Linked DNA regions of Sus scrofa: region 2 is linked to region 1. A link is a contact called in public Hi-C data. All regions are on one chromosome and are shown on one strand. The core of a region is the stretch at or near the end of the contact, and the rest is flanking DNA. Distances in the headings are between cores, read along the strand shown.

What was found. Hi-C and Micro-C count contacts between places; a contact is called where the count stands out from the background.
Region 2: a Hi-C map of embryonic fibroblasts shows a contact between it and region 1, with 2.6 times the contacts expected there. The contact joins the enhancer-like site here to the promoter of ESYT2 in region 1. A contact is called at or near these places in 9 of 47 Hi-C or Micro-C datasets (embryonic fibroblasts, epiblast stem cells, heart right ventricle and 4 more) and 1 of 2 datasets of contacts at active chromatin or transcription factors (skeletal muscle).

Annotation. Positions count from the first base shown.
Region 1 is chr18:560,283-567,645 of Sscrofa11.1, forward strand. ESYT2 (extended synaptotagmin-2) reads left to right here and starts at 4,855. Exons shown (of 22, transcript XM_021079030.1): 1 at 4,855-5,294. The coding sequence starts at 4,983.
Region 2 is chr18:599,451-606,813 of Sscrofa11.1, forward strand. It overlaps ESYT2 (extended synaptotagmin-2), which reads left to right. Exons shown (of 22, transcript XM_021079030.1): 5 at 1,175-1,247; 6 at 1,497-1,586. Among named protein-coding and RNA genes, the nearest start is that of ESYT2, 38 kb to the left of the region's middle. Within about 2 kb of position 3,286, at least 6 of the 83 cell types and tissues checked have an H3K27ac peak or open chromatin away from gene starts, as enhancers often do. A contact at or near this core is called in embryonic fibroblasts and retroperitoneal adipose tissue, where this site is marked.

The DNA.
Region 1 (7,363 bases), core at 3,605-6,104:
AGAAAATCCTGGGCTTGGAGAATAGATTTGTGGTTGCCAAGAGGGAAGGAGAGGGGCTGGAAGCTTGGGGTAAATAGATACAGAATGTTGCCTTCTGGGTTAGCAATGGGATCCTGCTGTGTAGCACTGGGAACTCTGTCTAATCACTTCTGATGGAACATGTAATATGAGAAAAAAGAATACATACATGTAAAAAAAAAATAAATAAAAACCAAACATAGGATCTCAACAAAACAAAACAAAACAAAACCTCCACCTACCATCCTTAGCCTCGAGCAAGAACTCACTCCAGCCCCACCTGACTGCTCAATGGGGATCTTCTATTTCCACTTTTTTTTTTTTTTTTTTGTCTTTTTGCCTTTTCTAGGGCCACTCCCACGGCACATGGAGGTTCCCAGGCTAGGGGTCTCATCGGAGCTGTAGCCGCCAGCCTACACCACAGCCACAGCAACACGGGATCCGAGCCGCATCTGCAACCTACACCACAGCTCAAGGCAATGCCGGGTCCTTAACCCACTGAGCAAGGCCGGGGATCGAACCCACAGCCTCGTGGTTCCTAGTCGGATTCGTGAACCCCTGCGCCACGACGGGAACTCCGACTCCAGCTTTCACTCCGCAGGCGCACGTCACTCACTCGCTCACCCGCATCAATACGGACTCCTGGGTTCCTACTTTACTCACTGCCCTGTGATCTGCCAATATCGTCCTTGACTTTGCTCCTCAAATTATCCCCGATTTAATCAGCAGGTACCCCTCCCTTTGCTTCCCATGTCTTTGCTTCCAAGTCCTTGACACCGCGTGATTCTTGGAGCCGTTTCTCACTTTCTAGCACAACGAAATATTCCAGACTCATACTTTCACCTCTCTAGCCCTGAAGTCAACTCTTTCTCCAAAGAGCCCTGGCTCCTTTCACTGGAGGGTGGGATTTAGAAACGCAATCTGGGAACACTCCATATGTCTATCTGAACACTTTCATCAAAAGACAAGTTATGCTCCCTCCAATTCCAGTCCACCACCTCAGGGCTCTTTCTAGCCTCCCCTGTCCCGTGATTATAAGATCACTGACTGGAAGAGAGCTGACTCTCACGATCGCCAGTGTATGTGTCTATTTGCTGGTCTTACCGGCTGACCAGTCACTAGTGGTGGGCTTGCCACTCTCTCCTCCGTGCAGCAGAGGGAAGGTCTCTAAGGAGCTTGCAAAGTCGGCAAGATGGAAGGGCTACCAATCAACTCAGAAAATTCTGTAATAATCTGGACAAGCACGAAAGGACCAAGCTTTTTCTGAGCCCTCTAGCTGCACAGCACAGACCTTCTTGGGTAAAGAGCGTGTGGCTCTATCACCAAAAGGGCATCTCAGAAACACAGGAATAGGGGTCTCATGAGTCTGGGCAAAATGAGTCTGGTTGGCAGTGCCAATGGAAAATTGTCACTCACCACCTGCCTCTACCAGGATGAGGTCACTAGCTGCTGCTGGCACTGCCCTTTTAACACCCCCTGAGAGGCCTTCAGGGCAGAGACCAGGAAGGAGGGGCTCTGTGCTCTGGGAAAACTGGCAGAACAGGCCTTCAGCCAGTTAGACATTTTTCAGGAGACAATTTTATGAGCCCATTTCTTACATCTTCTCCTATCTGGAAAAGCACTAAAATCATTAACAGAGACATCTGCTGCTCGTGACTGGCAGCAACCTTCTGCCAAAATAGGTGCCTGACTGCCCACGCCCCCTTCACCAAAATCACCTATGTGCTCCCCCCTTCAGAGCTGTCCCTTGGAGCGATCTGAGAGGCTGAGAGGCTGTCTCTTGGGCTGCAGTCTTTCTTTTGCCCCCAGTAAAACTTAACTCACAGCTCTCATGCTGTGCATTTTTTTTTTTTTCAGTCAACAACAGCGTGAAAGGAAGAGGGAGACTGCACCTGCTGCAAGGAAGCCCGTGGAGAGGTGCTGGGGAGGGGACGAGGGAAGGGAGAGGGGAGGGGAAGATGGGCTAACTGATGAGGCCCAGTCCTGGGTGGGAGGAGAACTAAACGCAGAAGAGATTGGACTTCAACAGAAGACGCTTCCCTCCAAAACCAGAAAGGATGACCGCAGGAGCTCAAGTGTCGTAGTCTCGCCCTAGAACCCCCAGTGTTGCTCTTCTTTCCTCTGAGAAAGCAGAGCCTTCCCCTGGAGAACTGTAGGTAAGGGAAGAGGCAACATGATGAGGTCACAGGAGCCAGGCACATACAGTAAAATGCCAGCCAAGACCTAAGAGCATGGATGTTCCCGTTGTGCAGCAGCGGAAACGAATCCAACTAGGAACTGTGAGGTTGCAGGTTGGATCCCTGGCCTCGCTCAGTGGGTTAAGGATCCGGCATTGCCGTGGGCTGTGATGTAGGTTGCAGACGCGGCTCGGATCTGGTGTTGCTGTGGCTCTGGCATGGGCCAGTGGCAACAGCTCTGATTAGATCCCTAGGCTGGGAACCTCCATATGCTGCAGGTGCAGCCCTAAAAAAAGCAAAAAGACACACACACACACACACACACACACACAACAACCCTATGGTCTGAGCCTGCTGTTAGACTCAGTGCAGAATGCAATGGTACTGCCCTGCTGGCCAGTGGCCAGCAGCCTGGTGGGCTCCCATGGGCAGCGGAGGCAGGAGACTGATGGGTGGGTGCCCAACAGGGGCCTGTATCTTCCCTATGTTTACATCCTTAGGCCTCCACGTCACATGCTTTAGCAGACATGCAGGATTTCTCATGCGGCGTGTGTTCACCCACGTCTGTATCTGCAGGATGTGATTCCAGAGCTCTTTAGACAAGACAAGAAAAGCTCATGCTTATTTTGAGTTTGTAACTTGGTCGTGAATGAAGGGCAGCGTTAGATCTTTAAGCTGTTGTGTAGGAAAAGGGGTGAGACTCCTTTACATACACACAGCTTCCATAAGGCAATTGGGGGAAGAGCAAGACAAAGAAAACCATTCCTTCCCTTGTTTGAGGTTTACTGCCCTGGCCCAAAACTGAGTGTTTCAGGCCCTAGAGCAACGTTTATGAGATACATAGTCTATATATATCTCCGCGGTCACACACACACATATGTGTACATAATTATATACAGATTCACAGGGGAGGGGAGGGGAGGTACTGTTTATTCATGCAGTACCTGCAGGGCCAGGCACTGTGCTAGCTTGAAGATGTAATGATGGCCATTATAAATACATTTCTGCCCTCATGGATTTAAAGACTAGCTGATTTTTTTGGGGGGGGTCTCTTTAGGGCTGCTCCCATGGCATATGGAGGTTCCCAGGCTAGGGGTCTCATAGGTGCTATAGCCACCGACCAGAGCCACAGCAACGCCAGACTTGAGCTGTGTCAGCGACCTACACAGCAACGCTGGATCCTCAACCCACTGCGAGAGGCCAGGGATCAAAGCTGCAACCTCATGGTTCCTACTCGGATTCATTTTCACTGCACCCACGACCCGGGAACTCCTGAAGACTAGTTGATTAATGAGCCTTTGGCCAACTTACTAATGCGTGCAAATGCCTCCCCCCATCCAAAAAGTGCGTGGGAGCAGCAAGTCTTCTATTGGCTGCGTCTAACAGGCTGTGACTGCAGTTGGTCCCTAGCTGGTAGCGCTCTGCTTCTCACCGGCTTTTACTGTCCCATCTGCAGGGCGAAGAGGTCTGTGGGATATCACTGTGTTGTCCCGAATATGGCCGAGTCTCTGCCTCTGCAACTACTGCCTAGTTATCGCTATTCCAGAATCCCTACGACATGACAGGGAAGGGCCGATAAGACATGAACATGCCCACCAAGAACTTAAAAACATATAAGCAGGCTATATTTCTCTAAAGAGTCCCTGCCCCTCCTAAAGGTGATCATTCAAGGCTGCCAATAACATAAAGATTTGAAGACTACGGGGGGCGGGGCGGGGGAACTAGCCCTATTGTTTTAAGTTGAATTAAAGTATTCTTGGAACTCACTGAATATGCCGAAAAACAACTACCTAGGCTGTCCTCTGCAAGTGATGACTTCAAGGAGACTACAAAGCAAACAGGAGTTACCATGCTTGAGTTTAATGGAAAACAAAGCGACCCAGAGCAGCCTGTGCTTCTCAGAAATCGCGGGCAGGGGGTGAGCACTCCTAGGAGAAACTCTGTACAGACAGCATCCTGCACGTCCAGGCGGCCCAGGCCAGTTCCCGCTCCCCGCGCGCACACGGGGGCGCATCCCGCAAGCTTTTCATACCGCCAGGACAGCTGCAAGGTTTCCGGGAGAAAAATGTCTTTACGTGGCGGGCGGTCAGCATGACTGGCCCGGTCACCCCGGGCTTTACGGCGCCGCACCACCGGACCACTCGGAAAATTCTAACACCCTGGAAGTACCTCGAGAAGAAACGTCTTAAACTTGGCAAGTGCTGTGCAAACTCGGGAGCGTGTACTGCGCCCTCACCAGCCCTGCACGAAGGCGGCCCAGGTGACGGAGCGAAGGGAGGCCCCCCACTCCCAGGACGCCCCGGCGCTGATCCTCCGCAGCCGCAGACCCCACCCTGGGTTGCCCCCCTCGGAGGCCTGAGGCTCTTCGGCGCCGGGACTTCCACGCAGGCCCCGCCCCTTGCGGTGACGCACACGCAGGCCCCGCCCTCCTCGCCTCAGGGGCGCCCCGGACCACCCCCTGCGGTAAAGTTCACGCAGGCCCCGCCCGCCCCGCCCACCGGCGCGAGGACGCCACACCAGCCCCGCCCCGCCCGCCTAGGCGGTGCTCCCCCGCCCTTTGGGAGGACGTCACACTTTGGTGTCTTCCACCAGGCGTTGGGCCGCACCCAGGCCTGGGGCCACGCCCGGCCGCCGCAGTGGAGCCCCCGCCCTGCGTGCTGACGTCGTACGGCGCCGCGGGCGGAAGCGCGGGAGGGCAGGGCGGTGGCGCCGTCCCCTCAGAGGGGCGCTGGCGCGCGGGCAGCGGCTCTTCTGCCGGGAGCGGTCGGAGCACTGCACGGCTCGGCGATGAGTGGCCCCCGCGCTCCAGGCCCCGAGGCCGGCGCCGCCGGGGCCGAGCCACCCGGCGCGGCGCTGAGCGTGGACGTGACGGGGCTGCTGGCGCAGCTGGCGCGCAGCTTCGCGCTGCTGCTGCCGGTGTACGCGCTGGGCTACCTGGGCCTGAGCTTCAGCTGGGTGCTGCTGGCGCTCGGGCTGCTCGTGTGGTGCCGCCGGAGCCGCGGCCTCAAGGCCACCCGCCTGTGCCGCGCGCTGGCGCTGCTGGAGGACGAGGAGCGCGCCGTGCGCCTGGGAGTGCGCGCCTGCGACCTGCCGGCCTGGGTGAGTGGGCGCGGCGGACCCCAAGCTGACCCCGCGCGTCCGCCGGGTCAGCGGTCCCCGACCTTGACCCTGACCCCGACCCGGCCCTTGTGCCTGGTCACGGGTCCCCGCCCGCTGCGACTCCGAACCTGACCCCGACTCTGCCTGCCTGCCTGGTCAGAGGTCCCTGCCTGCCGGGACCTGGGCCCTGATCCCGCTTGCCCGCCGCGACCCCGACCCTGACCCCCGCCTGGTCGGGGTCCGGCCCCATCAAGACTGCTCCCTGGTTAAGGGTCCCCTCCCGCCGCTACCCCGCCCGGCTCGGGGATGCCCGGAAGCCCCGGCCCCGCCCACCTGCCCACCAGCAACTCCCCCGCCTGGGTGGGCGCCCGCGTCGGACCCGAGCGCTGTGTAAATCAGAGGTCCTGGCCCCGTCGCCCGGCCCACCCGCCCGGTCACTCTTGGCCTGCGAACCCTCCACCGCACGGGTTCCGAGCAGGGCCGCACAGGTGAGGCGCGCTCTGCGCTGTCCTGCTTTGGCCACGTCGCCAGGCCTCCCTGTGCGGTGGCCGCGACTCCCGCCTCTGGAATGTGAGCTGGGGCGGCCGGCCTCCCTGCGCGGTGCTGGACGGTGTCCCATCTCCCCTGCAGAACAGGCGGCCGACCGTGGGGGCGGGGAGAGCGTTTTCCTCCTTTCCTGAGAAGTCTCAGCTGTTTCTCGGTTGTTTTTGACACACTCCAAGGGCAGTGAGGGTCCCCCAGAACGTTTGTTGGTGTCCTGATAATTGGAGGTTTGTTTCGCCACTTTGGAAGTAACATCATAAGCTGAGTAACTTTTACGGAGGGTAAACTTGACTCTAGTGTGAATGGGTGGGGCGGGGGAAGTTCTGGAATCGGCACTAAAGGGAAGAGTCATGGTATTGGTTATTTTTTCCTCGAGCATCCTCTGCCTAATTTATTTAAGCAGTGGGAAACTAAAGGAGTCGGCTCCTTCATCCTTTGTTGAGTTGGAGCACTGAGGATATGGTGCTTAGTTTAAGATAGATGATGCTCAGGTTAGGTTTGCTGTAAACTTACAGGAAGGTGACCAGCTGGTGAGTGTCAGCAGGGTTGTTTGCTCTTGGAGGAGAAACAGGCTTGGAGTGAGCTGGGTTATCAGTCCAGGACGCTTGTGAGGCAGCCATGGAGGGCATGACAGAGGGCAGGCAGAGGCCGGAAAGCAGGCGAGCCCAAGGCTAAAGGGGAGCACGATGGATACAGTTTGTGGCGACACATGGCAGTTGCAGAGGCATCTAAGTCAGGGACGTCAGAGATTTAAACTGTGTCAACACATGGTGGTGTGTGGCTCTCTAGTGTTTGGAAGCATCACTGTAACTGGTTGCTATGTTGCTTTTAACCAGAAGCAGGAAGAGAAAGGAGTAGAGGACAGGAACTCAGAGCCACCAAGGTGTGAACAGCCTGGAACAGAGGCGCCTTTGGAGGTGCAGGGCCTTCAGGTGGTCTTGTGTCGTACAAATTAAATTACATTAAATTACACCAAATTAGATGATTCCGGAAAGTGGCTAAAAGCGGAGAGTAGGTACCTTGCCAAAACAGTAGGCACAGTCCGGGCTGAGATTCACAGGAACTGGTGATGCTGACATTCATGGGTACTTGGTTATGGGGCCCTTGGCCGACATCAGATTTACTTGTAACAGTAGTGAAATGCACACTGTATTCATGAAATGAATTAACACGTACAGTTGCTACTATACTGAAGGACAGGAAAAGTTTTTTTTTTTAATTTATTTTTTTATTACTCAAATGGATTTATCACATCTATAGTTATACAATGATCACCACAATCCAGTTTCACAGGATTTCCCTCCCATAAGCCGAGCACATCCCCCCACCCCCCAAACGGTCTCCTCTGGAGACTGTAAGTTTTTCAATATCTGTGAGTCAGCATCTGTTCTGCAAAGAAGTTCGGTCTGAAAGGACAGGAAAATTTTTTTTCTTTCTTTTTTTTTTTTTTAAACAGAAGGGAAGGGTGATTAGCCCAGGTTCTTTCCTTGGGTTTGTTTTTCCTGTGCGTGACTTACACTGCTGAA
Region 2 (7,363 bases), core at 2,036-4,535, 38 kb after region 1:
GGGCCGAGCTAGCCTCATATGGAGGTTCCCAGGCTAGCGTTGGAATCAGAGCCTCAGCTGCCAGGCTACACCACATCCACAGCAACACAGGACCCGAGCCGCATCTGCGACCTACAGCACAGCTCACGGCAATGCCGGATCCTTAACCCACTGAGCGAGGCCGGGGATCGAACCCGCAACCTCGTGGTTCCTAGTTGGATTTGTTTCTGCTGCACCATGACGGGAACTCCAGGTAGCAGGTTATTGTTGATTTTACCGAGCTGGAGAGTCATGCTCAATAAGAAGACTCTACAGGTTCCAGCTTTTACACCAGGACTGTGAACCCTGGAAGTTTCATCCCAGATGCCTTTTGGTACCATCGTGCTCAGTGCTCAGACGCTGTCGTGGTTCTGACGTTGCCGCCAGACACTCTAGGCAGGAGCTGGGTGTCCTGCTTCCAGATCCACGTTGTACAGATCTCACGCAAGATGTCATTGATGTGTCGTGATTGTATTAAAAATAGGTGCGGGAGTTTTCTGGTGGCTCGGTGGGTTGAGGATCCAGCATTGTCACTGCTGTGGCTCTGAGTATAGCTGTGGTGTGGGTTCAGTCCTGGGCCTGGGAATTTCTGCATGCCATGGACGTGGCCAAAGAAATTTTTAAATGTAGTAATAAAGTGGTTACAATGGAATTTAGTAAAGCAAGATGTGAGCCTCACAGTCAACATCATGCCGGTTCGTGTTTGTTTCCCTTAACGATTGAAAGGACGTCGTCACTGGGTGCAGTGAGACTTGGACCGGATGTCGTGTCGTGACCTTTGACGTCAGAAGGCGCCGAGCACCGCCTGGCGTCTCCCAGCTGGGGAGCGAGGCCACGACGTGGACTTGTGGTGAAATAGAATCTAAGCTTTTTATGTTTTCAACAAACAATTGTTTATAAAACAAACGAAAGGTACCTCCCATCGAGAGACTGCCCCAGAAGCTGCACTCTGAGAAGTGGCATTTTTAACAAGGCCTCTGTAGCAGCGGCCGCTGCAGCTCGGGCTCCGGCGTCTCTGACACAGGCCGGGCTCGGGTTCCAGCTTGGCCTGCAGTCGAGTTCCCGTGGCTTTACTGTCATTATATTCAGATTATACAGCTTTTTGCAGGTCTGTGGTGATTGAGACAAATGTAACACAGAACTTTTTCTTTGACAGTTTTGTAGGAAATTGTGAGATTGATTTGGAGATCAAGCGATATTTTTGTAGAGCTGGTGTGCAAAGTATACAGGTAAGGTTGTTTTTTTTTTAAGTTTCCTGTCTTCTCAATTTCTCTGTGCTCCACTCAGAAAGAGAATTGTGACGTTTTTATTAATGCGCAGTATCTTTGAAGTTAAGGTTTTGATTGTAGGTTATACTTGAGAGAAAGCTGAAGTCAGAGGCTCAGGTGCCCTGAGCCAGAGGATCTCGCATCCTCCTGAGTCAGCAGCTGGCCCCTGGGACTGTGTCATTGTTGCGGTTTTTTCCCATTTGCATGTAGATTCATGGCACCATGCGGGTGATCCTGGAACCGTTGATTGGCGACATGCCCTTAGTGGGAGCTTTGTCCATCTTCTTCCTCAGGAAGCCAGTAAGTCACATTTATTGCCCTGTCTTCTTCCCTCTCCCTCCCAGGAAGGTGTCCGTAGCCAGGAGTAGACAGTGGAGAAGAGCTGAACTCACGTTGTCCCCCTTGACGTGTGAAGCCTGTGCGTTTTCGTCTCTGTGGCCCTTAACCGAGGCCTTCACCCCTCTTGGTAGACAGCTGTCTCACTCATCGTAGAAACCATACATTGGCTTCAGAAAATTTGAAAACAGACTTAGAAAAAGTTCTTTTTTCTTTTTTTTAGGGCCACACCTGCAGCCTGTGGAAGTTCCCAGGCTAGGGGTCAAATCAGAGCGGCACCTGCCGGCCTACGCCACAGCCACAGCAGTAAGGGATCCTTACTGGCTCAGCGGAAGCAAATCCGACCAGCATCCATGAGGATGCAGGTTCCATCCCTGGCCTCGCTCAGTGGGTTAAGGATCAGGCGTTGCCTCGAGCTGCAGTGTAGGTCGCAAGACCTGGCTTGGATCTCTCCTTGCCATGGCTGTGGTGTAGGTTGGCATCTGCAGCTCCGATTTGAATGCCTAGCTTGGGAACTTCCATATGCTGCAGTTGCAGCCCCAAAAAGCAAAAAAAAAAAAAAAAAAAAAAAAAGAGAGAGAGAAATGAAGAAATACATGGAAGATTTAAAATTCATGTTTTCTTGGAGTTCCCATCGTGGCTCAGTGGTTAACGAATCCGACTAGGGACCATGAGGTGGCGGGTTCGATCCCTGGCCTTGCTCAGTGGGTGAAGGATCCGGCATTGCCGTGAGCTGTGGTGTAGGTCGCAGGCGCGGCTCGGATCCCGAGTGGCTGTGGCTCTGGTGTAGACTAGTGGCTACAGCTCTGATTGGACCCTAGCCTGGGGACCTCCATGTGCCGCAGGAGCCGCCCTAGAAAAGGCAAAAAGACAAAAATAAATAAATAAATAAAAATAAAATAAAATTCATGTTTTCTTTTGACATACAAAGTTGATTGAAAAGCCAATGTTTTTTTTTTAATTCCTCCATTAATGAGTATAAAAAAACTAATCTTTAGCAAATTGTGTGGCATTTTTAACAGTTTAAGAAAAGGTCTTTGTTTTTTCCAGCTCAGATTGTAACAAAATCCAAATCTTTAAATTTTCTTCAAAACTTAATTTTCTTCCCTAGTTTGGATCTTTAATGGGTTTATTTAGTTTAAAAATAACATTACAGGAGTTTCTGTTGGGGCTCAGTGGTAACGAACCCGACTTGCCTCCACGGGGATGAGGGTTCAATCCCTGGCCTCGTTCAGTGGGTGAAGGATCTGGTGTTGCCTTGGGTTGTGGTATAGGTCACAGACTCAGCTTGGATCCCACGTGGCTGTGGCTGTGGCGTGGGCTGGTGGCTTCGGCTCCAGTTCGACCTCTAGCCTGGGAACCCACGTATGCCATGGGTGCAGCCATTAAAAAGTAAATAAATAAATAAAATAAAAATAAAAATAACATAATATTCACTTGTAGCTGACATTCCATACTCAGAAAAGCAGGATAAGGCTGTGAAGACTGAGACTTACTTGCGTCCTTATATGGTTAATTATAGCCACCAAGTCCAGGCTTCGGAGAAACGGGACTTTTTCAGTCATTTTCATCTGGAAAATGTGAGAGCAGAGTTCCCTGCTGGCTGCCAAGTCCCTCCTCACCCCAGTGAGAAACAGAGATTTGGGGGTTTTGACTGTCCAGATGACTCAGAAGCATGGAAGCCGTTAGAGGAGGAAACTAGAGTTCCCTGGTGGCCTAGTGGTTAAGGATCTGGTGTCATCACTCCTGTGGTGCAGGCTTGTTCCCTGGCCCAGGAATTTCTGCATGCCATGGGCTTGGCCAAAGAAGAAAAAAAGAGACTTTTGCACCTTTTGTTTGTTTGTTTGTTGGCTTGTTTAGGTTAGTTTAGTGCTACTTGTTTTAAAAAAGAAAAGATAAAGGAAAAAGAAAAAAAAAACCCTAAGAGTTTTTGAAGTGCTGAGCTGACGGAGCCCAGGGGAGGCAGGATGGCTTGTGCTGCACCCTCACGGGCTGAGTGACAGACGGGGGCCTAGCCGTTCTCTTCTTCGCACTGTGTGCTTTGAGCAGATCGCTGTCTTTCCTTAGTATCCCCGGGATCGGTGCCAGGGCTCCTTGGGATCCCAGACCCAGGGGTGCTCAAGTTCCGCATGAACGGCGTGGGATCTGCATGTAACCTGCCCGCACCCCGGTGCCTTTCTCTTCTCCACGTCTCTCGTGGTGCCTGATGCAGTGTACGCTTTGTGTAAATAGTTGAAATTCCGATGTAAGAGCTGTGTACATAGGGCCATGCATGGTTTTGCTTTTTGGAACTTTGTGGAATTTTTTCTTTCAGCATAGATCTGATCTGAGGTTGCTTGAATCCGAGGAGGCGGAACCTTCGGGTACAGAGGGGCTCCTGTCTTTAATTTCTGTGAGCCTCAGTTTCCCCATCGGTAACACAGGGAGTTACAGGATACCTCCCTCAGAAGATCGGGGTGGTGGTTAAATGTCCCGGCACAGAGCGAGTCTTGAGATCTTGAAGAAATTAAATACTTTCCTCTATGTAGGTTAGCACTCTGGGGGCCCTGGTGGGAGAGACCCAGTCTCGTGGGGAAGGGCGGAGGTTTGGGTGAAGGTCCTGGAACTCGCCAGGGCCCCCACGGTCTGCCCCGGACATGTCAGTCCCAGTGGGTTGGTGGCCCCCACTCAGCTGACCTGACAGTTGTTGCCATTGCCTTTGGCACTCCTGGGCCAGGGACTGGCCCTGAGCCACAGCAGCCACAACGCTGGATGCTTAGCGGCTAGGCCACCAGGGAACGTCCCCTTAGGTCATTTCTCGCTCTGTCCCCGGAGGATAGACTGAACAAGAGGTCTTTTCTAGAGCTTTTCCAGGAGATGGTCTGGGGCTTGCTCTGAATGTGTTTATCCTAAAGGGTTCCTTCCAGCTCGCAAAGGACATGCCTCCCGAGTCTTTGAACCGCAGGCTGAGTTTCTTTATCTGTCAAATGGACGTAATAGCTTCTTTTTAGAGTGATTATGAGAAGAAGTTGAGTCCTACCAGCTAGGACTCCAGCAGTCGAGAAGGGGAAAGGGGGGGCTTTATTTTAAAATAAGATGAGCATGTATTGGGGTCGCATGAAATCCATGCGGAGGCTGCAGTTGAGTGTCAGGAACGGGACGGCCTGTGGACGCCATGGCCTCTGTCCCTCTGTTCCCTGTTCTGCCTTGGTGTCGTCCTTCTCTCTCCCCGAGACCAGCATCATCTGTCTGGTCCTTCAGGCCACACACCAAGGCCTGGGTGCCCGAGCTCTCCGAGGGCTGAGCCTCCGGCCTTGCCTTGGTCCTCGCTCCGTTCCAGCTGCGTCAGATACAGACCTTAACCCCTCGGGCAGGAGTAGGAAGGTCAGTGTTTGAACACAGCTCCCCAACACCGATTCCTGCGGCCCTGCGTGAGAGGCAGCAGGGAGCTGGAGAGGCAGGGCCAGCAGGCAGGCCCACAGGGGCCCACCCCACCGAAGAGGCCCAGATGGCGGCTGTGTATTAGGCCAGCGGGGAGCTCGGGGGTATTTATCCTGCCAGGCATTCTCTGAGTTCCCCGGATCTGGGGTGTGATGTGTTCTATTATTTTGGAGAGTCCTGGCCCGCCCCCGTGGCCCTGGAGCGCTCTCAGTGGCCCTGCCCCCTCCCCGGGCTCCTGTCTTTGGCGAGCATGTCCCCCTCGCCCCCAGCAGCAATCGGCTGCTCTCTGTGGTCTTGGCCTGGACAGCGTGGCCAGAGGGGTGTCCCCTCCCGCCCTTGTCAGCACTCGTGCGTCCTTCCCCGGGCTTCCGTGTCTTGGTGTGGGGACAGGCGTGTGCCTTTCCTTCAGCAGCTGCTCCCTCCCCGGCCTCACCCTTCAGGAAGTCCTGGCAGCAGGCTCACACTGCTTGCCCACCGGGGCGCTGCTCATGCCCTGTTCCTGTCGATTTCACAGGGTTTATTCTGACTGTCCTATGCGGCGGTGGCCCTGTCACCTCAGCTCTCCGTGCATTCAGGAGGGACCCTCTTCCCAGAAGGTTCCAGACGGGAGACAACATTCGTGACCTTTTACCACCAGCCTAGATCTGCAGATTCAGAGACTCTGCAGAAGGGTGGGAGGTATCTGCCTGTATTTTAACAGCCATCCTGTGTAGGACACCTGGGGTGTTGTCAGGGCTGACATGAGCAGGGGCTGTGGATGGCTCTGGCACGTGGAGGGGCAGAGGGAGGCGCGGCCAAGGGTCCTGTGAACACGCTGCACTGGTGGGGCTCCGGGTGGGGCTCCGGGTAGGGCTCCGGGTGGGGCTCCGGTTGCAGTGTGGCCACATCTATTTCTCACTGCTCCTCAGCAGCCCAAGTGGTCTTGTCCTTTGGAAACACGTCTCTCTGCCCCCACCCCCGCTGCCTTTTTTTGCTCTTTAGGGCCGCTCCCATGGCCTGTGGAAGTTGCCAGGCTAGGGGTCAAATCGGATTGGAGCTACAGCTGCAGCCTACATCACAGCCACAGCAGTGCAAGGGCATGAGCTGCGTCTGCCACCTACACCACAGCTCACGGCAACGCCGCATCCTTAACCCACTGAGCAAGGCCAGGGGTGGAACCCACATCCTCATGGATGCCCCTCAGGTTCTTTTCCACTGGGCCACAGCGGGAACTCCCTCACTGGCTCTTGAGCCTCCCCGAGGGGAGATCCCAGGCACCCAGACTTGGGGTACCTGATTTTAGTTGCCTTTCCAAACTGCAGCCTGAGTCTGCTTCTCCCTGTGTCCCCCTGTGGACCTGGCTTACTCTCAGGCTCGCCCTCACACTTGCACACCTGTTCACTCACACACCCTTACTCGTCCTTGCACACACACGCACTCACTCCTCTCCCTCCCCCACCCGCACCTCCCTGTGCTCAGGCACAGACCAGCCTCCCTTTCAGGGCCTTGAACATGGGGGCCCTTTGCCTGGGGCTTTCTTTCCTGCATTAAGATCTCTTCAAATGCAGCTGAGTCCTGTCCTTCCAGGACTTCTGGCCCTGCCCCCCGGGCGCGTGGTTTCTCTGAACTTGGGCAGCATTCGGGTGTAGCTCATCATTTTGATAAGGGCCCTGTGCGCAGGCCCTCTGCTGCCTGCGAGGTCGTAGTCCGGTTACAGTCCCTGCCAGGGGACTGCTGTTTGAGGCGTCACTGAGTTTCTTTACTCTCTCAGATTCTAGAAAGATGCCCCAGGCTCATGTTAACAGTTTTTGCTCCAGACCTGCCATCAGCCATTTCCTCAAAACCCTCTGTTCCTTTTAGTGGAAGCTGCATTCGGAGAGGCGTTAACAGGCAGGGTGCCGGGGAGGTTGGTCTCGGGACTTGCGGGCGGTGTGCATTTGAGTTTGGGTCTGTCCAAAAGAACCTTGACCTTGAAATTACCCACTACACAGCTTTGTCTCTCCAGCTCTCTGGGTGATGGAGGTCACGCAGTTTCACCTGGCATCGTATCATCTGCAGCTACAAAGCACGTAATTTCATTATGTGCCGTATCCATCTTCACAGAAAAGCAGTATTTGTTATTTTTTCTTTTTTGGCTGCCCCATAGCATATGGAGTTCTTGGGCCCTGTGTGACCCACACCACTGCAGTTGCGACCTACACCACCGTGGCAATGCCAGATCCTTAACCCACTATGCCAGGCTGGGGCTCAGACCTGCTTCCTAGGGCTCCAGAGACACCCCTGATCCCATTGTGCCGTAGCGGGAACTCTAGAAAAGAGGTGTTTCTAATCATGGCTTTTTA